2 separate regions of the Mus musculus genome follow, and region 1 is linked to region 2. Evidence: chromatin contacts called from public HiChIP or PLAC-seq data. All regions are on one chromosome and are shown on one strand. The core of a region is the stretch at or near the end of the contact, and the rest is flanking DNA. Distances in the headings are between cores, read along the strand shown.

The links. HiChIP or PLAC-seq counts read pairs in DNA pulled down with a chosen protein or histone mark.
Region 1: a CTCF HiChIP or PLAC-seq map of large pre-B cells shows a contact between it and region 2, with 6 times the contacts expected there. The contact joins two enhancer-like sites. A contact is called at or near these places in 2 of 15 datasets of contacts at CTCF or cohesin (large pre-B cells and pro-B cells), 9 of 484 Hi-C or Micro-C datasets (B cells, the C10 cell line, DN3 thymocytes and 6 more) and 1 of 115 datasets of contacts at active chromatin or transcription factors (large pre-B cells).

Annotation. Positions count from the first base shown.
Region 1 is chr9:7,713,072-7,716,014 of GRCm38.p6, forward strand. No RefSeq gene overlaps it. Among named protein-coding and RNA genes, the nearest start is that of AV064505, 19 kb to the left of the region's middle. Within about 2 kb of position 1,585, at least 10 of the 459 cell types and tissues checked have an H3K27ac peak or open chromatin away from gene starts, as enhancers often do.
Region 2 is chr9:7,214,954-7,217,865 of GRCm38.p6, forward strand. It overlaps a transcript of Dcun1d5 not described here. Among named protein-coding and RNA genes, the nearest start is that of Dcun1d5, 32 kb to the left of the region's middle. Within about 2 kb of position 1,493, at least 4 of the 459 cell types and tissues checked have an H3K27ac peak or open chromatin away from gene starts, as enhancers often do.

The DNA.
Region 1 (2,943 bases), core at 335-2,834, 500 kb after region 2:
CTCAAGCTTTGCTTACTCTTTTTCCCCCAGTGCCAGGTTGACCCAAGGACCCGAAGCATGCTAGGCAAGCACGTTACCACTGAGCTACATCGCCAGTGCCTATCCTTTGTGATAATTTCTTCATTTTATAAAGTAGAACAAGTGATCCTTCCCTTTTCAAAATTTGATGACCAATTAATCATAAAATGTGGTTGGTGGGTGTAAGAACGTGGCACCAAGACACACACACACAAATAAAAAGTAATGCAAATTTTGAAGAGATTTGGGGGAAAACACCTCTGAAGAGGGGGAAACAGTAAGTAGAGAGAATCCTGGGGAATCAAACTCAGGCCACCAGTCTTGGTGGCAAGCATCTTTATCCCTGTGCCATCCAGCTAGCCCTCCCCCAAGATCCATTGCATGTGTAATCCTATCTTGGTGTCCTCTTTAGAAGACCAGCTGACACCAGGATTGTCCAGTTTTCTATTCTTGTATGAAAATGACCCTCAAGCATGAGTCCCACCCAAGAACAACCATGTATTAGTTCCCAAGATTCTGAGACTTAGGGGCTCCTGTGTGACCCAGCTGTAGAGTGACGTAGATGGGTTTGGAAGATTTGCAAACCTCACTTATGTATCTGTTGTGCAAGAATTGAGACTACAAAGCTGGGTGCAGCTGGGACTATCAACCCAACCATAGTGTCTCTGGCATGCAGGCCTTTTGTTTTTCTTCTTAATATGTTTGAATGTTTTCCCTGAATGTACTTATATGCACTATGTGTGTATCTGGTATCCATGGAGATAGAGAGCATCAGATCACATGAAACTGAAGTTAGAGATGGTTATGAGCCAGCATGTAAGTGCTAGGAATTGAACAAAGGTGCTCTAACCCCTGGACCATCTCTCCCAGCATCCAGGACTTAATCTGAATATCTCTTCAGATGTGCCTTTGCCTTCATACAGCACCATTCCTGCCATACTCTGATGTAAAAGAAGCAAAAGACACATTCAGAATATAAATAAATACATACATACATACATACATACATACATGCATGCATGCATGCATACATACATGCATACATACATACATGCATACATACATACATACATACATAAAGGTGGTCAACCAATTAGTTTGAAGCCAGAAGAGCCAAAAAATTCAGAGTGATACTCTAAATAGCCACACGGGGTCACCCTTCCACTTATGAAAACACCTGCCATTTAAACCAATTCTAACCAAAAGCATACTAACTACAACAAACATGCCAGACAGACCCCACCTGGTGCCTCCTAGTTTCTACCCTCATTTGTCATAGTAGCCCAACTCTCAATGACCAAAAAGGACAGGGATTTGGTACTGATGAGACGTTCTAATGAGTCAGTCCCCAAACTACAGCCCTTGTGAAGGGAGGTAGAGCAATTTTGTTGTTGGCACATTTTTTTATTTTTCTACAAATGCAGAAGGTGTCATGAGAAGTGACCCCCGACCACATATTTGCTGATCATTTGAAGCCTGTGAAAGAGCAACTCTTCTATTTCCTAGTGAGCATAAGGACAAAGGAGACAGGCCCTCTGGCCCACTTCCTCCTAAGGGTCAGCTGTGGTCTGCTGCTGCCTTCTGAAGCTTTCATCGGTGAGGAAAAAACAAGGAATTATTGACTGCTGTTGTGTAGGACTATTCTCCCAGAGAAACTGCCAGTATCTTCAGGAGTCCAGGTGAGCCTCTTACAGGGCAACCATCACAGCTGTGCTGACTGCTGACAGTGCCCTTGTAGAAGGAGGAGATGGAAAGTGCCATGGGACCCTTACCTGTTCACCCCTCCCTACTAGTTGTGTGCACATGGCCCCAGTGTGGAGGAGGAATAGTATACAGGAAAGGAAGCTCTGGGTAGAGGACTCCCTCTGCCTCAACATGGGGTGTCATCCTCCATGCTGGAGAGAGACAGTCCACCAGAGCTGTGTAGGCCACCAGAGCTCCTACCTGCACCGCTCTCATGGGTCTGTAGGGTTCCCCAAATGAACTTTAGTGGACTCACACGCCAGCCTATTGGTCCTCAGGAAGGGGGGGGGGGGGGTGGGATATTGTTTACATCTCCCACAGGAAAAGAATTTTAGGAACAGCTGTGACTGTAACTTGATGGTAAAGTATTTGCCTATAATATGAGGTCATGGGTTTGATTCCCAGTATAAAAGGGAGTCGGTGGGGGGTAATAATAAAGGCCAGTGAGTTATGTGTTAAAGAAACAGTGCAGCTAGAAGTGCAAGTCCTAAGGTTGATTCTCCCACAGAGAATGCGAGTCTTGTTTGATTGTTTTTGTTTGTTCATAGAGGGTCTCACTGTATATCCTTGGCTGACCTGGAACTGACTCTGTAGGTCAAGTTAGCCTTAAACTCACAGAGATCTGCCTACCTCTGCCTGTTGGAATTAAAGATGTGAACCAGCACACCTGGTTTACAGTAGTCTTATAAATCTGGAGTGTCCTTTGCCAAGTCATCTGCACAAGAATTATTCAGTTTAGGCCTGGTGATGAAAAAAGACTCACCATCCCAGGCATTGATGGTGGCAAGAGACAAGTTTGGAGTGTGGAATGTCTGATGTGTATTGAAGCAGTGTCTTGTATAGCCCAGGCTGGCCTCAAACTCATTGTGAAACAAGGACCTTGAATCCCTCTTTCTCAACTTCCTGGGTTCTGTTATCACCATACATGGTTGACAAGGTACTGGAGATGCAACATGCTAGACAAAAATTTCACCAACATACCCAATTCTCTCAGTTCAAATTTCTTGATAGCAAAACACAGTAACATCTTTTAACCTAAGGAAGAAGTGAAATTTCTTAGAAAATATACCATTTCTTAGTAAATGTTCACAGAATCAGAGAGAAGGTCAGAAACGCAGGTTTAGAATATGAACTATTGTTGTGGGATTCTTGTGTGGGCAACACTGCCCAATAGGGAATCCC
Region 2 (2,912 bases), core at 243-2,742:
TGAGAACAGTTTTCGCTATCCTGGTTTTTTGCTATTCCAAATGAATTTGAGAATTGCTCTATGAAGAATTGAGTTGGAATTTTGATGGGGATTGTATAGAATCTGTAGGTTGCTTTTGGCAAGATGGCCATTTTTTTCTATATTAGTCCTGCCAATTCACAAGCATGGGAGAACTTCCCATCTTCTGAGGTCTTCGATTTCTTTCTTCAGAGACTTTTGAAGTTCTTGTCATACAGATCTTTCACTTGCTTGGTTAGTCACACCAAGATATTTTATGTTGTTTGTGACTATTATGAAGGGTGTCGTTTCTCTAATTTCTATCTTAGCCTGTGTATTTTTGAGTATAGGAAGGCTACTAATTTGTTTGAGTCAATTTAATATCCAGCCACTTTGCTGAAGTTGTTTATCAGCTGTAGGAGTTCTTCGGTGGAATTTTTAGGGTCACTTAATTATACTATCATATCATCTGCAAATAGTGATATTTTGACTTCTTCCTTTCCAATTAGTATCCCTTTGACCTTTTGTTGTCTAATTGCTCTGGCTAAGACTTCAAGTACTATATTGAATAGAATGGGAGAAAGGGCAGCCTTGTCTAGTCCCTGATTCTAGTGGGACTGCTTCAAGTTTCTCTCCATTTAATTTGCTGTTGGCTACTGGTTTGCTGTATATTGCTCTTACTGTGTTTAAATATGGGCCTTGAATTCCTCATCTTTCCAAGACTTTTAACATGAAGGAATGTTACATTTTGTCAAATGCTTTCTCAGCATCTAATGAAATGATCATGTGGTTTGGTTTTTTTTATTATTATTATTGTTGTTGTGGCATTTGTTTATGTAGTGGATTACATTGACGGATTTCTGTATATTGACCATGCCTGCATCCCTGGGATGAAGCCTACTTGATCGTGGTGAATGATAGTTTTGATGTGTTCTTGGACTCAGTTTGTGAGAAATTTATTAAATGTTTTTGCATCAATATTTATAAGGGAAATTGCTCTGAAGTTCTCTTTCTTTGTTGGGATTGTGTAGATTAGGTATAAGCTGCAATTGTGGCTTCATAGAACAAATTGGGTCGTCTTTCTTCTGTTTCTATTTTGTGGGGTAGTTTGAAGAGTATTGGTATTAGGTCTTCTTTGAAGGTCTGATAGAATTCTGCACTAAACCCTTCTGGCCCTGCGCTTTGTTGTTGTTGTTGTTGTTGTTGGAAGGTAATTTCTTTAATTTCTTTTTCAAGTAATGATGTAATATTAACATTCTCAGACACAGCACACCCCCTAATGTTATGAAGCACTTGGATTTTTAAAGCAATACTGATAATAGTTACCAAATATATAATCAAATGGTACATTAAAAGGATATGTGTCATTTTATTATTTCAAACTTTTTGTTCTGAACAATACAGTTTTACGTTTTAAGAATACTATGCTAATTCACTTCTGGTAGTTGGAAAATGCCTTCTGATTCAATTCGATAGTTTTAGCACTAGAGGGCAGCCTTGCCTGCTTCTGGATTGTGAAGAACTGAGTGAATTTAATTAAGCTAGCTTAATCTTAAACATTCAACCTCAGTAAATGAATGTCTTAGTCTCTTTAGAATCAAGTTTTCCATCCACTGTGGGTTTTTTCTTATTATTCTGAAAGTACAAAATAAGACTGATTTTGAGGGAGAGGGAGTTAGTTGTTGATGTTATTATATATCTCCATATAAAATCCAAGGAAAACACAAGTATCATTTACTGTAGTTATGTTCAGATATGATAATGGATTGAACATAGAAACATATAAATGGAACAGAATATGGAGCTAATTAAAGAAAATCTTGTACATGAAAATATTTATTCAGAAAACAGATTTAGCTCCTAACTGTGCTGATCTTGTAATAGGAGTCAAGGCAAAACCATATCCAAGTGAGTACCTATGTAAATAAGCTGTTGTACAAGCATTCCCAGCGCTCCAGAGTTTGCACCTGTGTACTAAATATCTGTTCTCTTCAGTTTTAGAGATCCTGACCCGTTAGTCTTTGGTGCTGGCAAGTACCCATCACAGTGCTTGGCATTTAGGCTAATCCACACTGTTTGAATATGTAGATACAAAGCATCACAGCTTATACAAACCTGTTTTCACACGTCTAGGGAAGCTTTCCTATCATTGTGTCTGAAGATATGAATATATACTTCTGTCTTTTCTTATTTTCTCTAACAACCTTTACCTATGGATAAAGGTTATTAGACATTGACTATTAGACTGTAATGTTTAGTAGGAAACAAAATAAATAAAAACCAAAAGCATTGTCAACGGTGGAAAGGAAATTCTAGCCTTTTTACAGTCCTCGGATTTCCAATCTGACTTTTATTGGAGAAGTTGAAGGTGAAATATAACATCTGCAGTGAATGAACCCTCTTCTTTCTCACAATTTTCACTAGGAAGGTCTTCTCACATTCAGGACTGGTTTTCTGCACCTTTGGGCATTCTTTCTTCCTCATGCTAGTTCTTGAATTTCTTTGTACATGAAGATCTTTGTAACATCCTTATTTATCAGGACAAGGCAATACCGTGCAGACTATCTATTCTCCAGTCTGAATCAAGCATCAGTTGAACTTGCTGGATATGTGTTCAATAAATGCTAGCAGTTACATAAAATCATTTGAAAGAGTTGGTCCACTTATAGATGCATTTGGTAATGTAAGAAAAACTTGGCCCCTAATGTCAATGATGTTTACCAATTATTTCCTCTGTTAGTACAGTTGACATGGTTCAGTGGTTCTTAAGAAGTGGTTAAATATAAGTAAGTGGGATTCTTAGTCTAGAGCAGCAGTTCTCAACCTGTGAGTCGGAACCCCTTTGTGGTCAAACAATTCTCTCACAGGGGAAATCTAGAGGTTTGAAAAATAGATATTTACATTACTATTCATAA